2 separate regions of the Mus musculus genome follow, and region 1 is linked to region 2. The links are chromatin contacts, called in public Hi-C maps. All regions are on one chromosome and are shown on one strand. Each heading gives the region's core, a stretch centred on a gene start, on an enhancer-like site or on the middle of the called end of the contact. The rest is flanking DNA. Distances are from core to core; before and after follow the strand shown. Region 1 overlaps Lrrc28 (leucine rich repeat containing 28). Region 2 overlaps Adamts17 (a disintegrin-like and metallopeptidase (reprolysin type) with thrombospondin type 1 motif, 17).

The links. A called contact is a pair of places that touch in the nucleus more often than the background predicts.
Region 1: a Hi-C map of cortical neurons shows a contact between it and region 2, with 5 times the contacts expected there. The contact joins two enhancer-like sites. A contact is called at or near these places in 3 of 484 Hi-C or Micro-C datasets (cortical neurons and embryonic fibroblasts).

Annotation. Positions count from the first base shown.
Region 1 is chr7:67,617,095-67,621,797 of GRCm38.p6, forward strand. It overlaps Lrrc28 (leucine rich repeat containing 28), which reads right to left. Exons shown (of 10, transcript NM_175124.5): 4 at 1,980-2,017; 5 at 899-1,036. Among named protein-coding and RNA genes, the nearest start is that of Lrrc28, 26 kb to the right of the region's middle. Within about 2 kb of position 2,992, at least 37 of the 459 cell types and tissues checked have an H3K27ac peak or open chromatin away from gene starts, as enhancers often do. A contact at or near this core is called in cortical neurons, where this site is marked.
Region 2 is chr7:66,932,252-66,937,005 of GRCm38.p6, forward strand. All of the region lies in intron 7 of Adamts17 (a disintegrin-like and metallopeptidase (reprolysin type) with thrombospondin type 1 motif, 17), which reads left to right. Among named protein-coding and RNA genes, the nearest start is that of Gm33627, 95 kb to the left of the region's middle. Within about 2 kb of position 1,965, at least 26 of the 459 cell types and tissues checked have an H3K27ac peak or open chromatin away from gene starts, as enhancers often do. A contact at or near this core is called in cortical neurons, where this site is marked.

The DNA of each region.
Region 1 (4,703 bases), core at 1,742-4,241, 690 kb after region 2:
TGCACCGGACGGAAATGACCACATTCCACCACAAAATGTGATACACAGCAAAGAACAAAGAGCAGAACAACCATATGGAGCAGAAGTGCTGTGTCTTTATATGTATATAAGCAGGGTTTGCAAGCATTTGATTCATGCATTTCATTCTTTTGTTTGAATTTTGAGGCAGGGTCTCTTGTATCTTAGGCTGGCCTTGAACCCACCAAGGAGCTGAGGCCAACCTTGAACTTCTGATCTTCCTGTATTACCTTATCTGGTTTATACAGTGCTGGAGGCTAAATCCAGGGCTTCATACATGCTCGGCAAGCACTCTACCAACTGAACTACATTTCCAGCACCCTATTACACATGTGTTAGCATCAAACACGAAAACTATCCCTGTTGCGACATTTTCTGGGCAATCTTCAAAAAGAGCATCTAACTCGCTGGATGTTTAAACAGAGAACTTGGAAGTTGGAATGATCAAACCCTGCAAAATAATGTTCTTCACTGACCTGAAAGTTCCTGCATTGAATATAGTTGGTAGCAGTATGAGGTTAAATATTATTTAAGTTTTTAATTAATACTATTTTTACAAAAAGACACCTTAAGCGTCCAAATTTACTCACATTCTTTGATGTGAAATTCAGAGCCAACAGCTCTTCACACAATCACCTTGCCCAGCAGTGAGAAGAGTGATGAGCGGACACTCATCAAAACCCCAGCAGTGGCCCCAAAACACACACACACTATCCTCTCACATTTACACCGGGTTCTCAGAACGCTTGGTCAGGTTTCACCTACAGTCCTTCGTTCCATCCTTAAACAGATACTTGTAAATACATCTAACACCAGCTGCTGGTGTGCACGGTACTGAAAACAGATTCCGGACACACAGAAACTATACAGTCAGGGTTACCTGGAGGTAGGAACTGTAGCTGGTTATTAGCTAATCGAAGATGACGCAACGCTCTCAGACCACCGATTTCTGGGCAAACGATCTCTAAGGCATTGTCACTGAGATCCAGACACTGGAGTTTCACGAGGGACCCGATGGCTTCAGGGAGAAAAGGAAGGGAGAAGCAGAATGAGTGTGACTCAGTGTTCCTAGGCGAACGCTTCGCTCTTGACTCTGTCTTTCACTCACAGGACTTGAAAATGAAGTTATTAAAGTGGAAAGCATCTCTTGAGATAAAATTAACTTAAGAACAAGTAAAAACATTAACACAATGGGGGAATGTGCGACTAAATAAAGAATTTGAAGATGAACCCAGCTGGGGTGGTCCTGGGAGGCTGAAGCAGGAGAGTAGTTTGAAGCCAGCAGGGAGACACAGGAGCCCACCTCAGATGGCATCACTAAGAGCAGGGTCTGGGAAGTGGCTCAGCTGCTTAAGTGCTTGTCTTGCCAGCAAGGAAACCTGAGCCCAGACCCTAAAACCCTACATTTAAAAAGCTCTGCAGCACATGCCTGTAACCAGAGCTGGGGACGCAGCAGCACATGCCTGCAACCAGAGCTGGGGGCGCAGAGAGGGTCTAGGTTGACCCTGCTTGGTGAGTACCAGACCAGGGGAGATTTCCCTCAAAAAAAAGACATCTGAGGAACAAGTTACAAAGTGGTCCTCTGCTACCCTCTTCCCACACACTCCCTCCCCACAACACCCCCCCATAAGAATTTTAAAGAATCTATTATTTTATATGTAACTAAATTCTTAGTTAATTGCACCAAGTACTTAGTTTACTATTTCCCAACAGCAGTTTGTCTAGTAATTTTCCTGGCCATTTATTGTCTTATTAGATGTCTCCATTTAATCTGTCTTAGCTGGACTTACATTTTAAAGCAAATAAATTGAAAGTCCTTTAAATTAAAATTCCCTAACTTACCAACCAAAATAGGTTTAAGGAGCTAGAGATAGAAAGACAGGGTCCGGGGCTCATCAAATTTTTATAAAGCAAAATATAAATGACACTGTTTTCAAACTAAGAATTATAAGTATGCTTACCTTCTGGAACCACAACTATGTTATTTGAGTGAAGGTACCTGTGACAAAAGGAGGGGAAAGTTGCTGTCATTATTCAGTATTTTGTCAGATAACCAGCTAATACAAGCTCTGTTTGAAAACTTATCAAATATAAGCAAAACTTCCAAAACACACAGACATAACAACAGCTAATGCTTTGAGAGTAATATGCTAAATAACAAATATTAAATATATCTTCTGATTTAGTCATTTTAAAATCATTAATATAAAAAAATCATAAGGTATTTAACCTCATTAAAAAATTTCTAGTTCCATAGGCTGGAGAGACGGCTCAGAGGTTACTCCAGATTCCCGTTCAATTCTCAGCAACACCATGTGATATTTTATAACCACCTTCAGTTAGATGTAAGGCCCTCTTTTGGTGTGCAAGCATACATGTAGGCAGAACACACTATATATAGTAAATAAATAAATCTTTTTTAAAATTACTAGTACATCTAGTTCATTAAATTATTTAGGTTTTCAGAAATATATTTACTGTGTAAAGAAAAATCAATACCTATTGTGTAAAAGGAAAGATCAGTTTTAGTTTCTAAACAGTAAAAGTGGACTGAAGACAATTCTAACTGGCTCAGCTAGCCATTAAGAGAGAGCACTTGTTCTTACAGGGTCCCAGCACCCACTTGGTGCCTCCTAACCGTCTATAATTCCAATTCCAGAAAACAAGCACCCTTTTCTTCACTACACAGGCCCTAGGTGTGCATATGGCACGTACATACTTGCAGGGAAAATACCCAAACAAAATAATCTTTAAAACAAAACAAACAGAAAACTCTTAAAGATGTCTCTAGTTGGCATGCTTACTGTAACCCAAGAATAGAGATTAGATGTTCACTAACGTCTCCGCAGAAATACTCAGATGCCAAGACACAGAAATCTGACTTCTCAGCAGCAGAAGTCTTCTTTAAAAAGACCTACAAGTCCAGGCTTGTCTAAGTCATCAACACTTTCCCACTGAAGCATCTTTGGCACACTCTGGTGGGGACTCCAGGTACCATCTGAAACTATATATATTCAGAGCTACATGCCATGACTGCCAGAGATCGTACAGTAAAAATAAAATCAGTAATAAAACTGATTTTCTTGTGAGGTAGGACAACTCGATTTTAGAACACTTGATTTCAAACCAGCCAATTTATTGTAGGTAAAAAAATAAATCCCCAAAGTATTTTAAAATATAACTTAGAAATTTTCTTTCATGTTTTGACTATCTTTAGTGAGTGCTAAAATGTCAGTAAGAACAGAATTATAAAAGCAGAAAAATTGTGAAGGCTTTTTTTATGCCGAATTAAACCAGTGCTGTACAGAATGTTAACCTGTGGGTTCTGAAATCAGCTAAGACCAGACACACTCAGATGTGAGATTTTTTTCTTCCAGGAAATACCTAAGGGCTTTTCACTAATGACTCTAAGGTTTGAAACCAGCTTTTCAAAAGATACTATGAAGAGAAGCGACCAGGCTGTCTGACAAGATCACATCCTCAGGAGAAGACAAGGAAAGCTGAGGAGAAACAAGCACCCCTGCCATGCCACTTGGCCACCAAGCATTCCCTCTCCTTCCTTCCATGTTCCATCACCACTGGCTGACAGAGGAGAGACCTGAGCCTAGAGTGTCTGCTCTTCTTGACAGTCAATCAAGCAACAAAGCCTTTTCTTTTGGCAAAAGCTGCAGTCATAGGACTGGCTTCTGTGTTTGCCAGGAAGTAAGCCTTCACTTGATAACTATGTGACACAATTTAACCAAGTGTGCACTCTAAAACTCATTCTTCACTCTGTGTATATGAATTGATTACACATTTTGAACTCAATACTTTGGAAACATTCTTTTTTTTTGGTTTTTCGAGACAGGGTTTCTCTGTATAGCCCTGGCTGTCCTGGAACTCACTTTGTAGACCAGGCTGGCCTCGAGCTCAGAAATCCGCCTGCCTCTGCCTCCCGAGTGCTGGGATTAAAGGCGTATGCCACCATGCCCAGCTCCTTTGGAAACATTCTTGTTCAAGGTCATTTGTGCCAAAAAACTGTAAATCAATGTGCAGGTACACTCACTACAGTATGTAAATATGAACAGATGCCATCACATAAAAATCACAAAAAAAAAAGAGTACCCATTATTATGACTGAAACTTAACAACACATTTTAATACACTAATGTGTCTATATTAAAATAAAGATGCTATATACCACTAGAGTGTTCCTGATCCTAACTACACATTGGAACTATCAGGGTCTCCAAAAGATCACTCATTTGTGCACTAAGTACAATGCAATCCCAATTCCACAAATCATTTTAGGAGACAACAAACTGAGAGTCCACGTGGAACAGGCAGCAAGCCCTTTCTTAGTAACTGGGTGACAGGTCCCCCAGAGCACCCCACTGCCTTTATTGAACCTTCATAGTCACATACAGTCACAAAAGAGCATGATGGCCCGTGTCTGGGGGACTAGAGGACGGATGTATGGAGCTAGTTTTCATATTTTGCTGAAATACGGCCAGAAATCAAATTCATACTAGTACACATACCACTTAAGGGTACAGTCACTTTGGCAAATGACTTGGTCTTTTTGTGTTATTTTATAATCAACTGAAACAAAGTGTTATTCACTATGTTAACATCAATGTTTTAGTGTTGACAAATGTCCCATGGAACTCATGTTAACCCAGGGGAAACGGGGTGAGGGGTATACC
Region 2 (4,754 bases), core at 715-3,214:
AGCCACAATAAACCACCCTCTCTCCCTCCCTGAAATTACTTCTTCTCAGGTATTTGCTCACAGGAATGAGAAAAATAATCTAAACATCTTCCCTTTGCTAAAGAAAAGTAGATAGTGTGCCACGAGGCTTAAGAGTGTTCTCTTCCATTTGTGGGACATGAGTAGTCCTCTGCTCTGAAACCTTGGGCAGTTAATTAGTTTAACAGTTCTTAAAATGTCCCTAACCTGGTGTCTCTACCTCAAACACTGCCATGAGGAGTTAGTGGGATCAGACACGGGCACATTGTCTATGTGGATTTATGGGCCAAGTCCTTCCTATTACTCAGGAAACAGGCTTGTGTTGGGGGCAGATGACTTGTACAGTTTACAAAGAAGAACTGAGCAGGGGCAGCCCATGACTTGCTGAGGTGAAACCTTCAGTGCTGAGAAACAGTGGGGAAAGGTAGACATTACCCAATACCTCCCCCCACACACACACAGGTCTATTTTCAGAAGGAAGTTGGCTTGTTGGATGATGTTTAGACCTTGTTGGATGATGTATGACTGGGTAGTCTGGCAGTACAGTACATGAATATAGGTCTCAAGTCACTGTTTAGCCCTCAGACATCCAGAGCTGAGTCCACACCAGGCCTTTAGCCTCATCTCACTTTGGGGAAAGGAATGAGACTTTGAGGGTAGAAGTGGCCACAAAAGCAGTCAGCCTCTGTCTGCTGTGACTCCCTTAGGAGCCAACGGTCCCAGGGAGGTGGATTGCTTTCTAAAACCGGGCCAGTTTTTGTTGGCTCTCCTGAGAAAGCTCCATATCCTGAGATTTATAATGAATCTGGAGCTGCCACGGGCCAGGTACCCCAGCCCTACCCAGTTCTTCTATCTTTCCAGCATAGAACATAAAGTTTCATTACTTCATCTGTACACTCTTAAGAGAATCCAAGTGAGGCCAGGGTCACCCCTATTCATTTTGTGAATCTAGTAAGTTGTAGAATAAGTCTAATTCCTAAGTAAGGTGAAGGCTTGGGACTTAGGCATGGAGACGGAGAAAGAGAAGTGGGCCAGGGGTTTATTCTGCATCTGTGCTCAGCCCTGATTAGGCTCAAAGGCAGGAAAGTGATGAGGACCGAGGAGAGGTCACTCCCCAGGATGGCTGTAAGATGACATCATGCCATCAGGGAGGAATCCCAGGCCAGGAAGCGTGCCTGCATGGTTCAGAAGGAAGCAGCAGACAATAGGAGACCTTTTTGGATGAGATTCCATGAGTTCAGGAAGAGCCCGTGCAGCTGGCCAGCTAAGCAAATGATGCAGAACTGCCTCCAGCCCTAAGACAACCCTGGGCATGCTGGGAAAGGACAGTGTGACAATTGTCCCAGAGAGAGCCTTTTAAATCCCAGTAAGACATAGGTTTACAAAGCCAGGGCAAAAGTGGCTTGCTCACAGGTGGTCTAAGGAGATAGGACCATACTACCAACAGTAATGGCTCGCCTCTTCCTCCCACATCCCTGCAGGGCCCTGTGTATGAGAAGTGCCTGGTGTTGCTGTAAGAAGGTGATTATTGTCTGGGGAGTTCCAGTGGCTGCTGGTTTATGACATAAGAACCTTTGGCACACAGAGAAATGGCCTTTAATGAAATAAGAATAAGCCAAAGAGTGAGACACGAGGGTCACTGCCAAGAGCCATATCTCCAAAGCCTCAATTAAACTTTCCATTGAATTATCTAGTGATAAGTAGACGTGCCTTGAGGATTTCATTGTCTTTGATAAATGGCATGAGTTCAAAACTTAAAGCATCGAGTGCCATAGCATGACAAAGCCCTGGAAATAACGAGGCAAACCATTGCTTCATACAGAGGTACTTCAATTACACCCCAGCCCCCAGTGCTTGTTTTAAAGACTGTTTGGGGTTATTTGTACCCTGGGATGTGCGGGCGTTCAGTCTGCATTCCGTTGGGAAGGGTTTCCAACAACACAGTTCCTTCTGGTGCCAACAGTTTTCAGCACCCGGAGGAAAGGGTGGCTGCCTTCCAAGGCCTACCTTGCTATGTTACTAATCCCCCTCTTCCTCCCTCGTGGACCATTCTTGTCTCCTGGCTGCTGGGAGACAGAATGATGGCTTCCTAATTGGGTCCCCAGGCAGAGTCACAACACCTGTGTCTGGGGGTGTTTCATATAAACAGTGGGCTTTGCATCTGGGGTAAGATGAGTTTCTGTGTTTGTGCATGTGTGGGTGTAGAACTCTATTCCTGTCCCTATCTTTCTCCTGAGCATTCTTGTTATCCATGAGGCACCTTCATGAAAGCAATAAAACCTTGCCTTTAAAACACAGCTCTCCCTACCCACAAGCATTTGCTGAGCTATTGAACTGAAAGCAGTGTTAAATTGTAGCCATTTCTGTCCAGCCCAGTAGTTGGGCCTAAGACAGATGCTATGGAGGTGCGCTAGGCAGCTGGACTCCCTTATCTTTTGGGAACTATGTGGCCGGTATGCTGTTGTTTGACAACCATTCTGATTACAACCTATTCCCTCCCCTGCTTGATCTCGGGAGTGACCATGGGCCTCAGACGCTTCCCTCTGGTAGGTTTGGAATTGATCTCTGCACCTCCCTGTCATAGACTCCTCCTCCAACTCTGTACCAACATCCGAAGAAAGTTACACACAAGGATCTGTTCGTGTCTAGCCTGCCTTCAGCTATAGATACTTGTCTGGTGGACCTTATAGAACCTAGAAGTCACCTTCAGGGAAGGCACTGTGAAGAATGGGTGCCATGCGGGTGGCCTCCACGGGCACCCTCTGAGATATGTTTGTGTTAGTCAACTGTTTTCTCAGTTAAGATGCTCTGCTTATCCCCAAGCTTATACAGGCGTGACCAGGAAGTCTAGTTTGGACAGTTGGAAGTGGAGCACTGTGAGCCGGAGCTGACAAAGGCTGTGCCAGTCCGTCTGCCTGAGCCTGGGATGGGGGCTGGCACGGATAAATGCCTTTTCTCTACCCTGATTCTTTCAGGTGACCTTGTGCAACACTCTAGTGCTAGCCAAGAGAGCAGTGCTCGCCTCTCATCGGAGCAGAGTCCACCTACTCACTGGGCCTTAGTACTCTGACACTAGGAAGGTTCCTTGCCTTTCCTGTTCACTGTCTGTGGGTAAATGAACATGTGTGTGTGTGTGTGTGTGTGTGTGTGTGTGTGTGTGTGTGTGTGTGTGTGTGTTCTGGAACTCACTCTCTAGACCAGGCTGCCAGGCTGGCTTTGAACTCACAAATATTTGTCTGCCTCTGCCTCCTGAGTGCTGAGATTAAAGGCATGCATCACCACTGCCTGGCTCACATTGGTTTTTTTAAATAGAGTCGTTGACCTGGAGCTCACACCGTGCGTGCTGCGTGCGTTAAGCTAGCAGGCTGTGGCCAGTGATCCCTAGGGATCTGCCTACCTTTAACTGCCAGCACTCAGATGGCAAACGCAGGTCCCCACGCCTAGCTTTTTTATGTAGATGCCGAGGACAGACATCAGCTCCTCACCCTTGCTGTCAGGCACTTTAATGGCTGAGCTGTCTCCCCAGTCCCTATCTGGTCTTCAAAGGAAGCTGCTTGCCCTTGGTCAGGTGAGGAGGACTTGGTGTCTGCTTCTCCTGAGACCCCGCTGGTGTGTATGTTTTCTGGTATGGGGTGGCAGCATCAACTGAATGTGTGTTCCCTTGTGGAAAATTGCGTAGTTCTGTGTAACCGAGGAGCTAACAGTCCAGGAGAGTCTTCTCAGTTTAGTGGGAAAAGCTTTGCTCTAGTTTCGAATCCACAGCCCCTCTGCCTATGGGAAAACTGGGTACCAGCTTTTAAACTATACAATAAGGAAGCAAAGGCCACTGAAATGAACGTGGTTGTCCCAGAGGCCTGGATGTCAGCAGAAATTCCAAGGCTGGAATTTTCAAGGGAAGGCACAGACAAGCCGCTCACTACATGGTGGAATTGGAGCAGTGGCCTGTGGAAGCTTGGCTCACAGCCATCTCTTCCATCAGCACTTGGAATGGGTGCATTGATGTTTAGAGTGAGCAGGGTGGGGGTGAGTTTCATAGCCTGAAACAATCTTTTGTGCCCTGTTCTCATACTGTGGGGGCTGCTCAGAACCTCCAACTGCTTGGGCTTCTTGTGTCTACTGAGAACATGGTAAGCTACCATGTTGGAGTATTCAAAGAATGATTCTTTAGAGCCATGCTCTGTATGAAGCCGGCAGCCAAGATTGTTCCCCATATCATATCAGACTCCGTGCTGACAATGCTGGCTGCAGAGGGGCCTGGAGTAGCAATGGACATTGGCGCAGTGATTACTCCCTTCAATCTGAAGCTTCATGGGAGCGTTACCCAGCATCTCTTCCTGCAGCATCACAGGCAAGAGGGCATGGGCAGTGATGCAGATGTGGCCACGCCCCCTCAGGTCTCCACCTGCCTGCTAGCAGACCAGGACATGAGAGAGCTAGCGAGCCTTCTGCCAAACAGACAGGTCACCCCAACTTCACTTTGGCACAGGGTCCTATAGCTCCCCGGCAATGCAGCCCTTAAAAGAGCTTTCTAGGAGTGGTATGTCAGTGGTAGCCTTTGCCAGCATGTACCACTTCCTCAGTTTCCTGTGGCCACTCACATCAGGATGTCTACTGAGGGCAGACTGTCATCCACCTTCTATCAAGACCATATTCTGATCACCCTTACATTTGAGCATTCCTCTTCCCTTGAGGCAAGAATATATTCTAGGGGCTGGTTAGCTCACTTCCTTGCCAAT